Regions from separate parts of the Mus musculus genome. Here region 1 is linked to region 2. A link is a contact called in public Hi-C data. All regions are on one chromosome and are shown on one strand. Each heading gives the region's core, a stretch centred on a gene start, on an enhancer-like site or on the middle of the called end of the contact. The rest is flanking DNA. Distances are from core to core; before and after follow the strand shown.

Region 1 (6,272 bases), core at 1,662-4,161, 110 kb before region 2:
AGAACTTGGAAAATGTATGTCCAAGCAACAATATAGTAAAGAGACCTACATGTGCTGTAGTTCAGAAAATAATGGCACGATCTTTTCCTTCTGGAAAATTCCTTACATGGATCATATATGGAGTGTCACTTGAGCTGAGATTTTCAGAAATATTCTTTTATGCTTATTGCTCTATAGAACAATGGAAAGGCAAGTAAAATACATAGCTGGGTTTCTCGTTTTGCCATCTGGTTCACCTTGTGCTTTCACTGTTCTCATCAGTCCTGTTAGGTGACGTTGACTATGCCATCACGATTTCAGTGCTTCCTTAATTCACAAACATGGCTCTTCATACACAACAGCTTAAGTATTGAATTGTACACTGTATTTCTACTATGTTACGGATCCTAAAGAAAAAAAATGCTAGCACTTTAAAAATCAGAAGCAATCATGAATTCATGTGCCTGCTGCGAGCTGCATCTAAGCTGTCATGTGAAATCATGACAAGGCTTCATTGGATCACCTCATTTTCTAAGGAGGTCATTCCATTATGTTACAGCCTCACCGTGCTTAAACAATGGCTGTGAACTCCAAATCCATAGTGTTACATAAACAAGTCAGGGAACATTTCCCGGAAATGTGAGTCATTCACTTCTGAATACAGAAATAAAAAATAACCACATTTTTTTCTCTCTCACTTAAGGATAACTTCACTGAGACACTGGAGGTGGCAAAGTTCCATCAATAAATCCAGCTGTGTCTGTATTTGAGCCCCAAAAATCTCAAACATGGGAACCAGGCTGCAGCTAATCAAAAGCTCCAATTCTTTGTATCCACAAGTCAAGAACACATTTATCCATTTTCAGAATGTCTTACCAAGAAAACATTCATTCCTCTGGGGATTTGGGTTTTATGGAAACAAAACAAGACAAAATAATGTTATACTCACAAAGGGAAATTTTGCAAGTATCTAATATTTAAAAAATAATTTAGGTGCTGGAGAGTTGGCACAGGTATTACCAGATCTTTTGGCTATTGCAAAGGGCTGGAGTTTGATTGCCAGTATTCACACAGAAGCTTAGCACCTCAGGCACAGGAGAAGCACGTGGTGTACACGCAGATGTGCATGCGGTAATGGAGATGTACATGCAGACAAAATACTCATACATATAAATTAATAAAATTAATTTAAAATATATAGTCTATGTAAAATGGTTCATATATAAATCATAGTGAATTTTTAGAAAAATTATTCATTTAGGTGTGTGTAGTGTGTTTCTACATGAGGATATATGCATGTGTATAAAGACGTGCAAGCATGCGACTTTGCACACCACTTTGTATACAGAGAACAGAGAGCATCAGCTTCCCCAGAGGTGCAGTTACAGGATGTTACTGGACGCTTCACTTGTGGAGTGAATACTGAGACCTAAACTCTGATTCTCATGATTTCTAAACAAGTGCTGGTAACTTCTGAGCCATGGTCTCAGCATAAAAATAATGCAGTTTTAAAAAATATGTGCTTTATTAAATATGAGCTGTGCCATCCTTACTGTCTATGTGCGTAGAAAACCAACTGTTGCAAAAAAAGAAATAGTATAGCCAATAGCAGAGTGCCCAAATATGTCTCTAATTCCGTACTGTCTCATGTTTTCTTTTAATATGTCCTATGTTTCATTCTTAATGAAGCAAGTAAAGGGTTTAAAATCCAGTCTGGATTTTTCTTTGTGTATACATTTGTGTGTATGCATGAATTGTGTGTGTGTGTGTGTGTGTGTGTGTGTGTGTGTGTGAACATGCACTTCAAGTATGTGTGCATGTGTGAGTTGGAAGCTGAGGCTGGATGTCTTCCTTAAAAATGGTCTACCTTATTTTTGAGACAGGGTCTCTCACTGAATCTGAAGCTTTCTGATTCAGCTAGACTGTCTGTCTAGCAAACACCAAGGTTACTACTGTCTGTCTTTCTGCTTAGCACTAGGACAGGACTACAGAAACACATTGCCATACCCAACTTCTACATGGGTTCTTGGGATCCAACTAAGATGATCAACAAGCATTTTACCCTATTGAGCTATCTCTCCAATCCTCTGGTATATATTGATACACTTCTTATTATGGCTAAAGCTGTATAAGCAAGACAAATAACAAATTATAAGTTCTGAGAATTTTATTTCAGCCTAGTACTAAGACAGATTTATCACTAGATCAGAACCAGTAAGTTGATACCATCCAAATAATGACTGAGAAGCATTGACATTCTCTACAAAGAATATTTTAGCATTAAAAAAAAAAGACATCTCTGAAGAAGCCAACAATATAATAGCGTACAAGGGCAACGCCAGCAAATGTTAATCCAAATTGTGCACTCATAGCAGAATTAAAGCAGAAAAGGTGCTGTTTCCAATTGTGTGGCTTTATGATTCTGGATAAGAGTAAAGGTGAGTGATTTTAAGTAGGGAGTATGAAATTAATCAGCTGTTTCTTTCACTGAGAAAAAGAGGAACGGTGTAATAGCTACATCTCACTAAAAATTACAGCCAAGTCTTATTGAATTGAACCACTGTCTGGCAGAATTTTTAAGAGATAAATAAAATTGTGAGCAGCAATTGGCTTCACAAAAAGATGGCATAACAGAATCAGGTCCAAGAACAGCAGGACTGACCTTTGCCCTCCTTCTCCCTGTTCTGAACTGCAACGGACTCACATGTTTTTAAGTTGAGCTTTCTGGTCCTTGTAACCACCATGCTTCGACACTTTGGCAATGTGCTGACCCACATTTTTGGTGGCCAAACTGTGGTTAGTGTGGGCAGGAGAGCCAGGAACTGCTGACTAATCCATTTCTGAAACTTGTGGTTACACAGGAACCAGTGGGCAATGGTTGGATTCATCTGCTTTGCCCAGAGCGCACGATGAAGTGGGACTGGAAAGTGATGCAATTAGCCAGAGTTACCCAGCTACTCTTTGATCCCAGTGGAATGCTCTGAAGAACTAAAGTAAAGAACCAAGTCTGCAGGAGAATGTCTGTTTATGTAACGCCTGTTAAGTGGCACAAGGAAAAGCCACGCGGTTTCCATTTCATCTTTAGGATTTCTAAACTCTGCCCTTTGAATTATCAAGGACTACCTCATCAAGGACGTCTGTCAATGCAACATGAAAGAAAATTGGCCTTAACTGCCAAGTTAAAGGGGATTTTGCAATTTCTCTCCAGGCTCCAAAGGGCATTGTCTTTCTAATACCTAAAGCAGTGAATCTTAAACTGGTCCCTGGATCATCAGTCCCAGAAGAAGGGAGGAGGGAAATGGATAGAAATGCAGACTCTCCGGCTCCAACCCAGGCCCGGGGAATCAGAGCTCTGTGATTTGGCGCAGAAATTTAACAAGTTTCCCATGTGATAGTCTTGCTTGCTCAACTTGAGGAACAGTGGTGTAAAGAGTCTGTGTCGAGGTGATTCTAGGACAATGAGAAGCATTGGCCTCCTCTGGGAAATATGTGTCACCAGAAATACTCCAACTTTGTATTTTGAACATGAACTCATATCAGGTTACTTTAGCTGAAGGAAGTATGTGCTCTGTTTCTTCAAATTCCATTACTGGACTTATTCAGATTTGAATTTCAGAAAGCTTTTCTAAAACTTAAGGTACAACATATAAAATTTTTATTGGATTTATATTTATATTCATTTATATTATTAGTGTTTCTGAAGTCATCCTTTGTTTATTCGTTTATTCATTTATTCATTTCTGGGTAAATGAGATGTTTATTAGCACCTCATGATAACTGTTTTCGCCTTCATAGTGCCAAAGGATTTTAGAGGTAGGATGGGTCTTCTAATTCTTCACCATTTTTTACCATTAAAGAAATGCCAATGAGAAGACAGTATGTAAAAGAGCTTACAAAAACATTCTCAGGAGTTAGGTGGGAGAAGGCTTGCTAATCTCTGAATTCCTCGACTTGAATCTGTAAGTGGAGGCCATAACTCACATATCTCTTCTCTTCTCCAGTTTCACATATTTCTTCTCTTCTCCAGTAACCCAGTTTTTGGAACAATGTTGGCCCCGTTCATAAATGATATGAAATCAAATGTGAGTTCCTTTTCCTTTGCTCCTAGAAAAGTGGATAGGGTATTTTTTTCCTAGCTGTCCATAAGGGATGGATGAAAATGAAAATTTATGTTAGTTTATATTAAATAATAGATTATTTCTTTTAAGCTAATGACCTAGTGGCCTATGATTGTGTCAAATAGACTCTACTAACAAGATGCCCACAACAGTGGTCAGGGATTATCATCTCCGAAATCTGTTGAAAAGTTTCTTCAGAGATGTTTATATAGCACATGCTCATTACTATGTCTGCCCCAAGCCAATTTAATTTAGTACTTTAAAACGGACTTAGGTTATGATATTTTAAGCATCTTGCACAAAGCAAGATTTATGCTCTTGGGTGTGACTTTGGGTCTTCTACTGCACCCAGTTTTCCATAGGTCTGTAGAAGCAAAAGACTGTTTCTTTATGCATTGGAAGTGCAAAGTGGTAAGCCCACTCCTACTCTCTTCTAACATCACCAGGAATGAATAGGCAGCGTGTTTCCCATAATTCAGCAATAACTGGGCTATTATTCTTTAATGCTTCAGTTTATTAATGTAACCACTGTGTCATTCCTACCATGCCCATGTAATTAAATTACCCCATAGACATTTGATATGGTGCTCTCAATCCCTACAAAAGCTCCACATTTCTATACCCCTTTGTGAGTCCCTAATGAATGGGTGGCACAGACACTTCTGTCATCCATGTTCACTCCCTGTCCTCTCCTGACTGCTCTCCTGTATCGTGGAGGGAGGCTTGTTTCTGCAGAAAAACTAGGGACTGTTAAAAAGAGGAGGGTCATGTTTCAAGTGGCAGCAAGCTTGAGACATGCTATCACCTTCCATGTTCTTTGTTCAGCTAAAGCAGAGGCTGCCCAAATTAAAATTCCAAAACCATGTCTGCCCTAGTGGATCAACAGTGCATTGTTAAACCTTAGTCACAGAACACTAATCCCTGCTTAAGTCATGATTATAAAGAGAAAATAAACTGCAAAATTAACTTCAAATTAAAATTTTAATTTGAAATTAAAACAATTATAATGTCTATCTAAATTAATATCTAAATTCCTGAATTTTGAGGAAAAATATTTTTTATTTAAAACTGAAATATTTAACCTTTGAATCTTTTTAAGTGGACCTATAAAAGCAAAACATTATCTAGATACTATTCCAATCCAATTTACAAAATGATAATTATGCTTATCAACAAAATAATGTGGTTCTTATAAAACTCTTTAGTGTTGATTTCCAGTTTTAATTTCAAAACAGTTTAAAATGCTGAGGACTTGGGCATGAACCTTTTAAAATACCAAAATGTATTTTATATGACTTTTTTCTTGTGTATATATTACACATTAAGGATTTTACATATTTTAAAGATGAAAAATGTCTTGTATGTGATAGTACACTTAACATTAACTTAATTTACATAGTAATAGTTGCTCTATATATTTTATGTGAAAGAAGAGTATAAAAATATAAATATAATCTTGGACAGCTAAATGTTCTCATTTAGTTATTCATTTACTTATCTATCTATCCATTATTTATCTCTTTATTATTTGATCAATTTCATATATATCATATATCTAATATTTTATATATAATATGTACATGTTAGTTACTATATAATTACTATAATTATATATGAATAATTATAATTATATAATATATAGGTATATGTATGCATTATATTATACTATATAATGTATATTATAGTATATAATATAGATATTATATATAAAATAAACACATATTATATAATAAATGACATATATTATATATATATTTATGTGTGTGTGTGTGTATTTTATTCATTTCTACTCTTCCCTTTCTACTTCCACTGAACTTTCTTTTTAGCATATAAAGTTTGAATATGGAAATTACATATGAGGATATGTAAATGAATAAGAAAAATTTAGACTTAAGCTCAAAAGCTATCTTTATGCTTTTACAAGAATAATCAAACAAAGCCATTTGATGCTTAAAGATTAGAGATGCTTACAAACAATTGACCATCTCAAGTAAACATTTCAGAGATAGAGTCACACCAAATTGAAATGTAAAGAATTTCAGGTATGGTTAAATTTAGAATAACAATTACTCTACCATTATTGCTGCTCTTTAGTATTAAATTTTGTTATCCATATATGGTCATGCTAATAGTCAACATGAGAAAACTGGTAGTACAACTAAAGTTAGGTAGGGT
Region 2 (6,314 bases), core at 1,164-3,663:
GTTGTATTGACCCTTTCATCCTGTACCTTGTTGTTTGGTGGGATTTTGCTTCCAAGGAAATGACTGTCATGTATCTCTTTGAATTGTACCACCAACACTTAATACAGATGTTTATGGCATAATTTTAACATGTCCTCTGAGAGATTATACAGCCAGTGAATGGAACCATAAAAATTCAGCCTCAAAACGTTTATCTTTCCTATTCCACTGATCGACAAATAATTCATCCTCCTTCCGAAATCCAGGTTACCTAGCCGGACTCTCAACTTTAAGAGTACTACAACTATTTCTATAGTTATGTAAATTAAATCTGTCCTGGAAGTTTTATTTTGCATTTCTTTGTCAGACACTATTTCCTGTTCAAGACTTTAGTTACCTCTAATGATTTCAACTCTGAAATATCATGAAAATTGATCTCTCTTCACTTCTGCCACCACAGCACAAGTATATGTAGATATCTTCTTCCCCAGGCAGCTTTCCTTGTTCCTGTTTGATCCACACCGAATCACTCTGCCATACCTTATATCTGACCCGTTTTCTATGTTGCTGTCAATGTGGACTTTTCCAAAGACAAATGTCACCCTGATCAGCTAAACCTTCCTACTGCGATATTATGGACGTGGCTCCAGATTAGACCTTTTATTTCTTTCATAACACCTTTATTATTTGTTATGTTATATTTTATCCATGTTTATTTCTTATGATAGAATATCATCTACATAAATACATGTTCCACTTAAACCTTAGTCTGTAAGGTGATAAATATTGTTATAAGGACATTGAGTATTCTCTTTGCACCTGAAGTCTGAAACTACTTAAGAGGTTTATCTCACCTATAATTGTTATTTTACGGATGAAGATAAGGCAGATACAAACTTAAATATTCATTCTTAATATGCCTAAAGGAGTGCTTTCAATAAATGAAGAATGAAATGGTTCTACTATAGATTCTTTTTTTTCCCTTTCATAGGGGCATATAATTATAAAAGAGGGTATCATAAACTTGGTGGAAATACTTCAAATATAGGGGGCACTTGATCTACATTTGGTGAAGCTGTACCTCTTTAACATGTATGAAATAATAAAGTGCTTATCTATGTACCCAAAGATATCGGACTAAATCAAATTCCCAAGAAGTTTAAATCACATGGCATAACCATTGTGCAAATCTTCTGAAGAAACTTGGGAAACACTACCATTGTTTTGTTTTGTAACTTTGAGCCAAGGCTATCAGTTGGAGTAAACTTATCTGCTCTCTGATAGTTTATACACTGCTTTGTTTCCTAGGGCAAAACATGATGAGTGTGTCAGTGTGGATATAAATAACTATACAATTAGATACTCAAGGGGGAGAATAATTTTGGCTTAAATAGCCAAGGCCTCTGTTGCAGAGTAATACCTATAAATAATACATTTCCTGGCTCAAGCCCTTTGACAAAAATTCCAATTCTGTCACGTGTTAAAACTCAAACTGTCAAATTGAGGAGGTTCTGCATAATTTCATTTCTGTCTCAAGTTGAAACAAGTGAAAAGCAACCCACAAGAGAGGGTGAGCATACTCTGTCCCACACAAGTCAAGGCATCCCAAAGAATGCTCTATTCCCCAGAGCACTGGAGTCTACGTTTATTTTTCTCTTAAAACGAAAGTAGCATTAACTAAACCCTTTCCATTTAGGATTTAGTCGGATACATAGATAGGCACTTTATTATTTTATACATGTTAAGTATTTTATCCATGTTAAAATGTTCATGTCTGGGAACATGTGTGATATAATGCCGGACATACAGTCAGTTAATACATACGTGTTGGTTCTAAAAATGAGGCGGTAGACTATGCATCTTCCATTAACTAAAGGTAGGATTGAAAAAGCAGAAGCAGGAATACACTGATACAACAGCTGCTCTTTTTACTTCACAAGAAGTGTTACTAGAACTCCTACCTTGACGACTTGTCCGTGATGCGGAACCAGTACCCAGGGCTCTTGCGCTACCTAGTGTTCTAGAAATGCTTCTTCTCAGTGTTGAGTCCTAAGAGTCCATGACAGCCCAAGGGAGAACAGTTCAGGTTTTCCTTTTCTGTGCTGGGAATGGAATCTAGGGTTTTATGTCTGCTAATCAAACTCTCTACCAAAGAACTCAAACCCAGAATGACATAGTGGTATTGTAAACAAAATATAAAGTGCTACAACCCAGTAGAACCCCTGTCATTTAGAGACGCCCTGTAGTGAGATTATAGTGGTTTCTTTCCTCTGTCAGCACACGAAGCTCCTTGGAATCCACTTGACATAGTGTTATGTGGACCTTATTTGGTTATTTAAATCCTTTCACCATGTCAGTTAACCGCCCAGCACCTAGTGGTGCGTTGTACCCTTGAGATCCGAAGCTCTGACTTACAGATTGATCAGCATAGCAAAGTGAGTAGCTAAATGACTCAGCATTAAACTACATTTCACATGCTGTATACCATTCACATTATGAACTCTCTCTTTACACAGATGTTGTTTTCTGTTGCATGGAGACACAGTGCAAGTTCATCTGTCTCTTATATGCATGCATTTCCTTCAGAGTACATAGCATAGGACTTCAGAAAGTGCTTGATCATTATTTGCTGAATGAATGTTATGGGATTTAATAATGTCACTTAAAAAATGGTAATTGATATCAAATGGTAGGCAGATGAAGGCTGAAAATACCAACCAAAAAGGATAATAGAATCAATAACCTAATGCTAGCTACAAAAACCAACTAACAAAGGCTGGAATAATGTGTGTGCGCGCGCACGCGCGCGCACACACACACACACACACACACACACACATACACACATACACACACTGGGGAGTGGGAGGGAGAGGAAGAGGAAGAGGGAAAGATTGGGGAAGAGAGAGAGGGAGGGAGGGAGAGAATATGTGTGTGTGTGTGTGTTTATATTTTAAAAATCCTTCTGAAATTAAATGAAGTACACAGGATTTGAAAAGTCCAATGATCTCAGGGTAGATAATAAAAATTAGAATATTTTTCTTGACTCCTAAGGCAAACAAATTTGTAGCATTTTGATATGCTTAATCAGCATCATGGGCCTGAATTGTATGAACAAAGTAATCATATCTGAAACTCACTCGTAGCAATGCTAGGCAGCCCATGTACTAGCCAGCTTTTTCTTAAGGAATATGACCTAAGATAACAAGATACCACCCAAAAAACGAGGCATGAGTAAGTTTGAACCTAACTATACTTTATAGGGTGCATACCACACTTCAGGAAGTCACAACTCATGAATACATCAAAGTTCTTAGAAGATCTATCCTCCCCATCATGCCCAGCACTCAGGATCTTTTTAGCCTTTTTTTTTTAAACAGGAAATCTACTGCTGTCTCATAGTTCTAAGGATGCTGCTATATGGTTGCACTCTTCATATCAGAACATAGCCAGTGATTTGGAAGGGTTAATGTAAAACTATACCATCTTAACTGTCTTATGTCAGAGGATAATTTGGACACTAATGAATTTAATCTTCAAGAAGGAATACACATGGAACTTTGATAATGCTGAAGTTTCCCATTCCATAATCAGTATTGTTGCCCGTAAATGAGATTGTGACGAGCCTGAGATGCATATATTCTACAGCTAATACTTCCAATCATCTGCAACAACCCATATGTCACTGGCAAGGAAGTTAAATGTGAAATTCAAAATCCTTATGAAGACCCTCATCCTCTGTGACCCAGGAGACTGTTATGTCTTCCTAGTTATATATCCTTTGGCTGTTAATGTAATCAGTATGTAATAACAAAGTACACATCAACTCACAAGATAAATGGTAGACATGCCAGTTGATTTGGCTTAGGGCCATCTAATTGGCAGCATGGTGAGACAACCTGGTATTAAACCATCTGTTATTAAGTGTATATTTTAAAATAGTGTTTTGTGTCTCCTGGGTTAGTCACTCCCACTGATAGCTGTGCAATATTTACATTCCCCTTTTTTCCTAGCAGCAACATGCAGATAACAACTTTAAACACTTGCAGTGTTCCCACAGAGCCATGCTATTTTTTTATTTAATAAAATGTCTCCCATAGGTTGTACCCTTCTTTTCCACTTCTATATCATGGCAATGAACAAGCAGCACTTAAATTGTGTTACTAAACATGGTTGTATTTTTTAGAGTGAAAGACCCTAAGGAAAATTGGTCAGAGATTTTTTTCTTATGAGTAGTCAGATGTCAATCTTTTTTTTAAGACAATAACCTCACTGCAAGCAGAAGAGCAGAATATGATTTTTAATTATTAACAAAAAAGTGCTCATTCTGTCAAATCTGATTTGAGTACTTTCCTTTATATTGATTTAGGAAATTAATATCCTATTATCGCAAATCTGCAACCAGATCCTCATTGCCACCTGTTGCAGTCAGTAGCACAATCCTGTTAACACAAATTTTTAGGATAAAGTATTGTGCAGGACAGAAAAAATACAGCATTCATTTGAAAGATGAGCAGTCACAACATTTATCAAAACTATCCAAAGTAACCCAAATCAATAAACCAGTTTCCTTTACAAAAGTAAAATTTACAAATTTGTACCTTATTTCAAATCACTTTTGACAAGTATGAAAAGTAGCTTTCATTTCAAAGACTTTACCTATGCCTCTGAAGTTGAGGGAAATGGGTTTTTCAAAATTCCTTTCACAGTTGCCTTTTACATTTGACTGTTTCCAAATATAACTAAACTTTCCCTATAAGTTTGCTAAGTACTTTCACATCCCCATATTTAATTACAGTCAGACTGAGAGTTTTATATATGTATAGAGCACAGCCAATTTTAACTCAATTGACCACAGTGCCCTTGACATAACGCCTTATTTATCACTTGCACCTTATATATAAACAGGCACATGCTAGTTGTCAAAATGCGAAACTGAATTTCTATGTGTCTAGAACAAAGGAGGCAGCTCTGCCGCGTTCTCTCCTCGGTGTCTCAGAAGGTGTCCTTTATTACATACACAGAATGCAAGTATTTTGCTCCTCGGGAATGAAAAATGATACTTCAGCCTGCCTTGTTTAAAATGATAAATTCGGTTTCTGCAGACTATCACCCTGCCTGTGGATTTCAGAATCCTTCTTAGATTTACTCTTACTTCCTTGGGGACTCGGCATTCCTTTGAAAGTACCCCCAAACTCATCTGCACTGTTTCAGAGTGCAAGAAAGATGAGAAAGTTTGCTCTTCACGATGATCTGGAAACTCTTGCCCAGTTTAAAAATTAAGACAGAAGGAACAGAAAAAAACAAAACACAAAACAAAACAAAACAAAACATAAAAACACTTTCTGGAATGCCTAAGGTGCTAGGATTATTGCCTCAGTGGATTTTTGATGTGCAAAACAGACAGAGAAGAGTTGGCTGGAGGTATGGGGAAGCATTGTGTTTGCTCAGGAAGGATGTGTGGTGTTAGAGGCGAGCAGTGCCTCTCCCTATGCTTCCTGGGTGAGAGCAGTGAGGCGCGCCCCTTAGCAGAAGCAAGCAAAGAGAGAAAGAGAGAGAGAGAGCAGGAAAACTTACCGGCTTCCCCATCTTTCCCAGGATCGCAGGTTTGTTTCTCAGTTGGGAGCTGGAAGAATCAAACCTGTGGGTCCTCCAAGGAGGCTGCTCCGGGGCAAGTACAGACTGCTCTTCGCCTCGGATCAGCTGAATGGCTGGGGCGTTCAGGAAGCTTGCTCTGTCCAGCTGGGAATCGCTCCCCCTCTCCAGGGTGTGTGCTTACATGCCTCTCATTCAGAGCAAAAAAAAAAAAAAAAAAAAAAATGCCAAACTCAGGTCAGCCTAACAGGTTTCCTTATATAGGTAAACATGAATTGCATTCCTGGTGAAAGAAGTTAACTAAGAAGCCCTTAACCTAGTTAACTCTATCCATGCCAGAAGTGCTCAGTCAGTTGACCTGCAGAGGGTTTGGTTGCAGTACAAAGGGATTTGTGGGATTTAATTAAAATCATCTTTATCCTGGCATTCTGCAAAAATTGGCCCTTTTAGTGTAACTGAGAATTAACAGCTAGTATTTTATATCATGCACTATGACCAACCCTATATTATCTGAAGGCATTGTAAGGAGAAATAAATCAAAGTCTAGGATATCATAATTTGTCTCTCGCGATTTTAAAAACAGGGCAATTAATTTTGAGATTATTTTCAAAGAAGTAAAACATGTGGCAGAAAGGGAATGAGAAGAGAATAAACTTCCACAAAACAAGGCACAACTGCCTTATTTGAGCCTAGCAACTAAGAGTTATTCAACTTTCCCAGGTCTTTAGTAAACACTACAA

The links. A called contact is a pair of places that touch in the nucleus more often than the background predicts.
Region 1: a contact with region 2 is called in a Hi-C map of beige adipocytes, with 2.6 times the contacts expected there. The contact joins two enhancer-like sites. A contact is called at or near these places in 6 of 39 promoter capture datasets (the 3T3-L1 cell line, 3T3-L1-derived adipocytes, hippocampal neurons and 1 more), 12 of 484 Hi-C or Micro-C datasets (the 3T3-L1 cell line, 3T3-L1-derived adipocytes, 8-cell embryo and 7 more), 3 of 115 datasets of contacts at active chromatin or transcription factors (cardiomyocytes, fibro-adipogenic progenitors and vascular smooth muscle cells) and 3 of 9 other capture datasets (adipose tissue, liver and pancreatic islet).

What each region holds. Positions count from the first base shown.
Region 1 is chrX:169,791,665-169,797,936 of GRCm38.p6, reverse strand. It overlaps a transcript of Mid1 not described here. Among named protein-coding and RNA genes, the nearest start is that of Mid1, 85 kb to the left of the region's middle. Within about 2 kb of position 2,911, at least 35 of the 459 cell types and tissues checked have an H3K27ac peak or open chromatin away from gene starts, as enhancers often do. A contact at or near this core is called in beige adipocytes, where this site is marked.
Region 2 is chrX:169,684,615-169,690,928 of GRCm38.p6, reverse strand. It overlaps a transcript of Mid1 not described here. Among named protein-coding and RNA genes, the nearest start is that of Gm25651, 8.1 kb to the left of the region's middle. Within about 2 kb of position 2,413, at least 7 of the 459 cell types and tissues checked have an H3K27ac peak or open chromatin away from gene starts, as enhancers often do. A contact at or near this core is called in beige adipocytes, where this site is marked.